Linked DNA regions of Triticum aestivum: region 2 is linked to region 1. The links are chromatin contacts, called in public Hi-C maps. All regions are on one chromosome and are shown on one strand. Each heading gives the region's core, a stretch centred on a gene start, on an enhancer-like site or on the middle of the called end of the contact. The rest is flanking DNA. Distances are from core to core; before and after follow the strand shown.

What was found. A called contact is a pair of places that touch in the nucleus more often than the background predicts.
Region 2: a Hi-C map of leaf shows a contact between it and region 1, with 4 times the contacts expected there. The contact joins two enhancer-like sites. A contact is called at or near these places in 2 of 5 Hi-C or Micro-C datasets (both in leaf).

Annotation. Positions count from the first base shown.
Region 1 is chr3B:448,983,124-448,987,906 of IWGSC CS RefSeq v2.1, reverse strand. LOC123070294 (ribokinase) reads right to left here. Exons shown (of 4, transcript XM_044493431.1): 3 at 2,352-2,547; 4 at 1,907-2,261. The coding sequence ends at 2,161. Among protein-coding and RNA genes, the nearest start is that of LOC123070294, 9.7 kb to the right of the region's middle. Within about 2 kb of position 1,411, at least 2 of the 8 cell types and tissues checked have an H3K27ac peak or open chromatin away from gene starts, as enhancers often do. A contact at or near this core is called in leaf, where this site is marked.
Region 2 is chr3B:449,419,295-449,424,134 of IWGSC CS RefSeq v2.1, reverse strand. No RefSeq gene overlaps it. Among protein-coding and RNA genes, the nearest start is that of LOC123070297, 73 kb to the left of the region's middle. Within about 2 kb of position 3,359, at least 1 of the 8 cell types and tissues checked has an H3K27ac peak or open chromatin away from gene starts, as enhancers often do. A contact at or near this core is called in leaf, where this site is marked.

The sequences.
Region 1 (4,783 bases), core at 162-2,661:
TCGCCCCGACGCAAATCAGGCTCAAAAATGGGCCGGAAATGGGTCGGCAGGCGGACGAAAGCGGACGCGCGTCCGTTTGGATCGGCGCGTTGAGCCGACTTTTCTGTCCGCCGACCTAAACAGACGACGGCGAACGAAATGGGTCATCCCATTGAAGTTGCTCTAAACGAACCGTATGAAGTAAGTTGGACAATTATTTGAGGAGTAGAGTATATAAAAGGAGCAGGATGGACCGCAGGCGTCACGTCGTGCATTGATTAGCTTAGCTTGAACAAAATGGTTGGACAGAGGCATGTAGGAGTAGCTTTGAACGCAAGGGAAGTCAAGACCACCGTTATAACTCCGCTCCGCAACGGCCATCGCACCGTTGCATACTTCCAAACGACATGGCAGGCCGGCTGCTCTGCTAGAAAGGAAGGTCGGTCTCGCATATATCGCACTTCTTGACCGGCCCGGCCAATCTGACTCTGACTCTGACTCTGACTCTGCTCTGAGTCATGCCAAAAGAAGAGAAAATACCAGTGGGATCGAGATCCGAGAAGATCGAGATGGACGTACGTATATCTCTGCTACGGTCAAGCACGTAGGGGGTATGTCTTTCCCCTTGGTCGTCCATAATGGTACTATGACTCTCGTGCTGCTGCAGAGGTATGTGATCGCAGCACGGAAGCATATGCAAAGCTACCACATATATATAATAAATAAATATATAAATGGATTCATTAGACGTGAGAAGACACGTGCATTAACTATCCGGACGGTGTTGCATTGCGAGAGGAAGCTGGATTGCTAAGCCATCTGCGAAAGCGACGTCACCTTTGTTGAGCGATCCACGACCACGATATAGATAATAATCCATCCATCCATCCGTTGGTTTCGTTTCAGGTTGCAGCCTTGAGGAAGACTCAAAGTGGCCACCACCACGACGCCATCGGCCGCGGTACCGTCCCGGACGAGCTTAATTGCGAGCGGCCGTGCAATGCGATGGCTCCGTCACAGCAGTAGCCAGAAGCACAAACATATTATCATCTCCCACCCAAGGACGATCGTTCTGTGATACTCCCGGAAAGCGAAACAAAGGAAGGAAGTTGGGAAGAGAAGGAAAAAACAGAAAGCCGAGAGAAACGTTTGCTGTCGCTGGGCTCATCAAGAAGATGTTGGCCGTCTTCGTCGTACGGCGAGGCACATCGAACGTCCGATTCGACGACGCGTACGTCATCAGATCAGATCAGATCCCCCGGAAGCTGCAAAAACGTTGCCAGGCTACTGGATTCTGGACGATCTACTCAGCTAGCAGTCAATCAGTCGAGCCGTGCGTCGTTTCTCCGGTGGCGACGGTGCAGCGGCGAGACTTTTCACCGTTGGCGGTGACAGGGAGTGAACCGCGCCGATGGGCCTGCGGCAACGGCGATCGGCACCGAGCCACGACTGGATCGAAAAAGACGGATGGTGGTTATCGATAGCAGCGAGCGGTTAACATCTGCCCCGGCTCAACAATAAGATTATGATTTGACCTGCGCCGGAGTCGCCGTCAGAGTTCGGAAAGCTCCAGCGCGAGGCCAGACCTGAAACTGTTCATTCTATCTCTCTGAAGTGAAACCATTCAGGTGTCCTTTTTTATTTCGAGGGTGCGGGATTTGCTCGGGATAGGCACCGGAAAAAGCGCTTCCGTTTTAGAGACTATACCACTAACACGTTACTGAGCCGGGGGCAGCACACGAGGGTTCGGGAGGAGCTTGTTACTTGTTAGATTTGAGCCAGACAGCGACACCTTACTAACCCCCTTCAGCGTCACCAGTGTTTCACAGCAAAAGCAATTCCTGCATTCAGGCCTGGTGGTTTTGCGAAGTTTAATGACTTCTAACAACGGGAAAAATTTAGGTCGAGAAGGATAACGGGCGATGCCTAACAATAGAAAAATGCTATGGCATAACAGGGAATGGCTATAAAAACAACAGACCTAGAACTCCTGAACCAGCGATTCTGTTTCTGCGGAGGACGGCGCTAGGAATGCCATTTTCTCTTATTTCCTCTACCATAACTTGACAAGGGGCTACAAATATATATAGATACCCGAGATAAATGAACCGAACGAGGAGATTGAAGCTTAACAGCTCACATTATTGCTGATGAATAGGGCTAAAGTCACCGTTTCTACGGTTATTCATCTTGCACAGATTCTAGAAGGCTCATCACAGTTTTCCTGTCAGGCATGCTGGGAATGGCTCCCTTCACTCGAACACACAGTGAGGCGGCGGCAGCTGAAATTCAAGAAAATTAAAAACCTCAAATCAACATGTCAACAATACTAGATCAGAACCAAGATTTGACTGGAGGGTGCTTTTTAGTACCAGCAAATTTCATGCACTCTTTCTTTGGCTTCCCCTCCACCAGAGCTACAGCAAAAGCTGAGGTGAAGGTGTCACCAGCGCCGGTGGTGTCTACCACTTCTGCGGCAGGTATTATCGCCTGCCTAATTGGTTCCTCTCCCTCGACAAACAGAGCAGATCCTTGTGATCCAAGTTTAACCAAAACTTCTTTCACACCCTGCATGCAGGAAATAGCATCAATGTCCTCCTACCTTATGGTTAATGCATTCAGAGCTTCCGTCGAAGATTTAAATAGCAATGCATCTCGCCGATGGAATATATCAAGTGGAAACTGCTAAACTTTATAGCAAACAAAAAAGTACAATTCCAACAAGTTCTAGTAAAGAAACCGCAATAAGGTAAATAGAAACAGGGAATTGACAGGAAAACAATTAGTTGTAAATCAAATCCTCGTACTGGCAGCTTAAAGTGGACTATGAAGCCCATATACTGTTAAAATGTGGTAATGGAAAGCCATGAAGTGGGAATAGGGGCAACTGCTATCAAACCTATAACAACGCACAGTTCTGCAACTTCATTGCTTTGTGACTACGTAATAAGAAGGAAATATATTAATTATTACGCTATACTTCTTTTCTTACTTCAATATCCTGACAAATTGCCTTAAAATTATGGCTATGGACACACAACGAGCAATTTGACTTATCTATGCATCAGACCAGACAGTGTTAAAGAAAAAACATCAGACGCTATTTGTCTGATTCTCCAATGAATGAAGCACATATATTTCGTGTGCCAACCTTGATTCTGAACTTCTGGCGAATGGCCGCACTGTGATCAGATGCTGCTGTTATTTTTTCGATTGTGCTACTCAAATCAAAATAACTCATGTATGCGCTGCTGTTTTGTTAGAGGTAAAAAAAAAACACTTTCACCAAATTCACTTGTACACATGCAAAAAAAGCAGCAGAGCAGACCAGAATTATTACAACTAAATATCGTAGGGCCATTCCTCAGTGCTTACTGTGTACCAGGGGAGGGCCATGCCCCCTTCAACACGTCGCTGAATACAAGAAATTTAACTAATTATGCTCTTTCTTGTGTGCTTAGTTTGTAATTCTCTTAAGGCCGCACTTGGAATCTCGTTTTCCAGCCGATATACACCCGTAAAATAAACCCCCGTAAAACAAACCGGTGGACGGCTGACCGCGCGCTTGGAACTACGTTTCAGCGACGAAATATTTACGCCGGTTTCCACAAATACACCTGGAATGGGCTCGTATCTGATACACCCCGCTGCCCATCCGATTTAAAAATACAGCTCCTCCTTCGGTGTCGGGGTATATAGTTGGAGACCGGTAAGATACAAGTGTGAAAATTTACAAGTGTAGGAATGATCCAGCAATCCAATCGGGGCCTAAAGCTGGTCCCCACTGCAATTCACGTAAAGTACTTGTTGGACCACTATAAATGACTACAGGAGCTTGCTGAAACATAATCATTTGTGTAACTAGCAGCCAAAGTGGAATATGACCATATACTGTTGAAACATGGTAATGGAAAGCCATGAAGTGGGGGAATAGGGGCAAATGCTATCAACATATAACAACACAGACGTCTGCAACTTCATCGCATTGTGACTGTAAAAAGGAAGAAAATGTGGCTATGGACACACAAGAATCCTGACAAATTACACTGCCTGCCATAAAATTGTGGCTATGGACACACAAGAAGCAATTAGACTCATCTATGCTATGGCATCAGACCAGACAGCATCAAACAAAAATCATCGGATACTATTTTTCCGATTTCCCAATGAATTAAGCACAGAGACTTCATGGGCCAACCTTGATCATGAACACATTCTGAACTTTTGGCGAATGGCCATTCTATGATCAGATGCTGTTGTTATTTTTCAGATTGTACTTTTTTTTTGCGAGGATTTTTCAGATCGTACTACCAATGTTATCTACAAGCCACTGCCATGGGATTGGCATTCAAATCAAAATAGCATACGTACACTCTGCCGTTTTGTTAGAGATTAAAAAAATCCGCTTTCACCAAACTCACTTGTACAAATGCAAGAATTATTACAACAACATAGCTTAGGGCCATTCCTCATGCTTAGTGCATACCAGGGAGGGCCATGCCCCCTCCAACACATCGCTGAGGACAAGAAATTTAACTGATTATTCTCTTTCCTGTGTGCTTAATTTGTAATTCGCTTCAAGCTGCTCCCCACTGCCATTCACGAAAAGTACTTGTTGGACCACTATCATAGAGCAGCCAAAGTGTACAAAACTACTTTCGCAAAAAAAAAGTGTACAAAACTATAAATGACTTCAGGAGCTTCCTGAATTATAATCATTGTGTAACTAGCAGCCGATTTGCAGGTAGGAACTAAAGATCGAAAGTTTGTAGAGTTTTGCAAATCGCAAAATTCACTTGTACGT
Region 2 (4,840 bases), core at 2,110-4,609, 430 kb before region 1:
AAGCCCTAGGTGGTTTAGCTTATGGCAAATCAGAGACTGCTTCGAAGTATTTACCATGCCAATCTGCCTTGAGAAATATGTTTGCATTGTGCAGCTGTGCATTGGGCAGGCCATGTGAAGTAGACAGAGATTGATCACATGAGGTTGAATCTGATACTAAAAGGCTTCCGTAGGTAGGAGTATCAGTTGGCTGATGATGCGGCTAAATTTTCCGTTTTGACCCTTTTTTCAAACCTATTCAAAATCTGACCTTAGTTTGATTTTTTTTCGAAATCTGATCCTTTTGCTACCGCCAGGGACCATGGCGGTAGGGTTGCATGTCCTACCGCCAAAAACCTTCTAAATATTGAACACAGTGCGTGCTCGTGCTTACCGCCAAGCACCTTGGCGGTAGGGTTGTGCAGGCTACCGCCGGCCCGTTTGGCGGTAGCGATGTTTCCTACCGCCAAGGTTTCTGGCGGTAGGCTGTTAGACCCTATCGTCATGGACTCTGGCGGTAGCAAAAAGGTCAGATCTCAAAAAAAATTCAATCTAGGATCAGATCTCGAATAGGTTTCAGAAAAGGGTCAAAACATGAAATTTTGCCTGACGATTCATGCAATTAAAGGGGAATGATAAACAATCGGTAAACGTGTCAGCACAGAAATGCTCTCTTTGCCCCATGGACCCTGCTCTCCCAGTCCCATGCATTGACTGACCAAACCAAACCACCATTCTGCTTGGGCATCATATATCTCCATTATCTCCAGGAGGCAGAGCAAAGCAAAGGAACGAAATCCAAGAGATCCACGTAAAATCTTCTTCCAGAAAGCTGAGGCCAAAAGTGGGAAGGGCAAGGCCAGCAGTTGCAACTCCCAACTCAGATCACTTTCAGAATGAACAGGAAAGCAGGTCAGTTTCAGACTAGAAAAAGCCATCCTTTCTCCACGTCTTGTTATCTCGAAGGGGATCGGAAATGAGAGGTCTCCCGGCCCATCAGACCCCACCACTTGCATGGCACCTTTCCTCTCCTTTTCTACGACGACCAGAGAGACATATGGCTAGGGCCGGGCCGGGCCGGGACTGTGACCCAGTCAAGCCGGTGGCTCTCCTCTATCTAGTCGGAAGAGCGAACGGCATGCAGGGTGAAACTGAGACATGGCAACATTTTTCAACCTTGTGGACTAGCTTTGGATCTTTTGCCGGTGTCAAAACGTGCTTGATGGAAAAAATGGCAGTGCCCAGATGTTGTTATCGTTGAATACTGTTCCTGCACAGTGCACATGCGGCAGCTACTAGTTAGGAGTGCCTCTTTGAACGTGGAAAAGAAAAGATCCGAGTGATTGCGTGAATAAGCATCACCGCATGTAGACCATGCATGATCCATATAGGCCGCCTGTAAACATAATCTTTTTCTTCGAATGAGACATGATGGTGTCGTCAACTGACAATATGCATATATAGTTGCTACATAGTATGTGACGTTTTTTTTATCACCGTACTAAGGTCTGCTCTAACACACACTTTTATGGATTATTAGATGATGCCCAGCACGTCGTTGCGAAAATATTTTGCAATATATTTCAAAGGTATTGATTATATGAAAATAAGAATACCCAGAGAAATAACATGAGAGCTAAAACTAAAAATACATATGGTTTATTGTGTTTGATCATTGTATTTTTATAAAATATTTATTAAATATCATGCATGTTTGCATGTTGAGGTGAACCTTTTCCTATGACTCATTTAATGTGGAGGTGGGACTTTTCTAGTAATACATGTTGCTTGATGAGGTGTCATGCTTGCATGTTGAGATAAAATGTTAATGGTGGCTAACTATTTAGATATACTCCCTCCGTCCGGAAATACTTGTCATCAAAATGAATAAAAGGGGATGTATCTAGATGTATATTAGTTCTAGATACATCCGTTTTTATCTATTTTGATGACAAGTATTTCCGGACGGAGGGAGTAGTAGATTCTAGAGTTCATTATTCGAGTAAAGCTCAACAAAATATAATACACCAAAGAAAAACTAAAACTGTAAGAAAAATGAGCTTCATGCACTGGCATGTTAACCGGCACAAAAAGCCAGAAAAAAAGAACGGTGGAAATACAAGCAAATTACCAGGAGATAAATCGTACTGATGGAATAGCATCATGCTCATGTGAGGTAGAGGTCACTGGTCCAAGTTGAACATTCACGTTGATGGTCCAGGCTAAGAATGAGTTTGACTCGGTTAGGTCTGTCTAACCAGATCAAGTCAAGCCCTGGGATTAAACTATTCCGTTGTTGATTGTTTCATGCCGTGCAAGCATCAAAGTTCTCTCCACTTTGGTAAGTAAAGAGCACAAAAACAACGCATGCAAGCTTCTTACAGCAAATTAACTAATCAGTCGACATATATTTCTATCTAATTAAAAGTAATAAACCACTGACGGAGCGTGCTTTACCCTATGCTCACACGTACTATCGCTTTCTATCTCCTCTCACCCATCGCCGAATAAGTACAAGAATTAGAGGTGATTGCGGAGTTTTGTGCCCGCGAATCGCCACCAAACAACTAGTGCTAAGCTACGGTCGGCAAACCTAGCTACTAGCTAGCTAGCTAGTCACACACAGCTACTAGTGCACTGGCCATTCGTGGCCAAGGAAAATACATCTCTCTTGCGTGCACGTACGTCTCTTCACATGTTAATTACAACCATCCCTTCATCACATGTGAAGAGAAGGAACAGAAAGCAAGAATATTGTTTAAGTATCGTTCCGATGGAGCGTAGCTAGCCCAATATGAGCCAACTTATTACCAGCTATCAAATCACATCTTGCAACATGCATTGGCAAAGCTCTATGCAGTAGAGTAGTACTATTTGTCTAGAGATACTTAGAATCTGTATATGTAGGCTTCGAATATTGGTTTGGGGCGGAGAGAGTGAACTTTGGGGCGTACGGTTCGGCGCATGTCACGCTCGGTGGCCGGCTGGCCGTGCAAGTGCAAGGATGATCGATCAAATTGAAGGAGGCCACGTGTTGCGCGCGTCCCTGGCCCGTGCCCGCGCGGTGCGACAGGGTACGATCGGCGCCGTTTGCTTCCTCCATACTGCGCCGGCCGTCGGGTGGATCAGAATGGCACAAAGGACGGATGAGGCGTCCGCGCGGGAGCGGCGCGTGCGTGCGACGTCGCCGAAGCGCAGCCCGGCGCGGCGGACGTCGGTCGGTCGGCGTCCGGACGGCCGGATGGCGACGTGGAGCGCGCCCGAGAGCGACGTGCGGCCAGTGGGAATCCGAAAGAAGGCTTAGTTGCTGTGTGCGGATCGGTCAAGTATGTCGTCATGGGATTTATGGCCAGGGATGCTGGATACGGGTCAACCTTTTCAGGCTTACGCCCAAACAAATGACACAAAGAGAGGAGAATGGACTGTGACAAGGGCAGATGCTTACCATAGTCTTGCCGCCAGAGCTAGACCGACTTGTCATTTTCATGAGTGAACTACCACCATTTCGAACCAGACCACGCTGCTCTGGTTACGGAGCACCTAAAAGCACAAGCGAAAACTCGCATCGCATACGTTGCGGTGGAATCTTTTTGCTGCGCGTGTCTCCCTCACGGCACATATTCAAATTCAGCACACTGACCGGTGGAGCAGGTGAAGCTCGTCTATTCTAGTAGTGGATCAGAATTTCGAATCGCTCTTCAGATCTCAGAGAAATTATAAGACTAGGAGGAGTTTGGAGGAGGTCAAACAAATGAAGCAGTGGGTCACACGCGACAGCAACGCAACATGAGTCTACCTCCCAGTCCCAGTCCCAGGTCATCACAGGATGTTGCGAAGGATTATAAAAGGTTTAGACTCGCCCAACTTGCTGTACATATAACTGTTACTATTACTTGCATTGCACACATTAGCAGATGTTGGTTGGTTGCCCCTCCTCATTTGACCAAGTCTACCATCGGCCCATCAACTGTTAAATTATTGGGGCCAAAGTGTCCACTGTCATGTGGCGCTTTTCCTTTGTGCATCTTCAGATTTGCTATTTTGACTCCGGGTGGCCGACTTGAGAGTTCTCAAGGCATCTATAGAATTCATATGTGACATGCTTCCTACCACAGTAAACATTTTAAGAAAACCGTTTATGCACATGCACACCACATCCACATGTACACGGATCCCCTCTTTATCTATGGAAACATTCCCACTGAAAGATTAAACTGCCTTAATAAGGGATACACGCTAACTCAAGATTTGATCTTTGATGGTTGCTAGGTATAACTACCCTCATAACTATCGAACCAATCGTCGCTTCTCAATCATAAAAGTACTTGATGAGATAGATGAGTGGAGGCCAAACAGAAAATAATTTTTTTAAGCAGTGCATGTTTTAGCGGAAATGAAGTGATTTATATGAACTAGGATAAACATAAAAAATTAGTACTCTCCTCTCTGGTTGCACTCACTCGATGGCAATGGTACGGGCTATATTCAACCTAGAGGAATGATGGTCTAGTAATAGAATATGTGATGCACAAATTGTATAATTTCATTCATGTCCCAATGCTTCCGAGTCATGTTCTTTGCACAAAATTTTTGGCAATAAATAGGGTTGCTTGCATCACTTGATGCAAAAGGTTGAGGGTTTGCCCTCCTTTAAACAAAGCCTGCATAATTTTGCAAACAAGATTGATTCAAAGTTAATGTTTGAATTCCTGAAAAGAAAAAAGGGTGCCAACTTTCAAATATGCATGTGATAGGCCCCATCTACGATGGATGGTGATACATCCATTTTGTATCACTATTTCTTATCACAAATTGATCAGTTATGACCATATTTTACCTATTATGTCACCATTCTAATGAC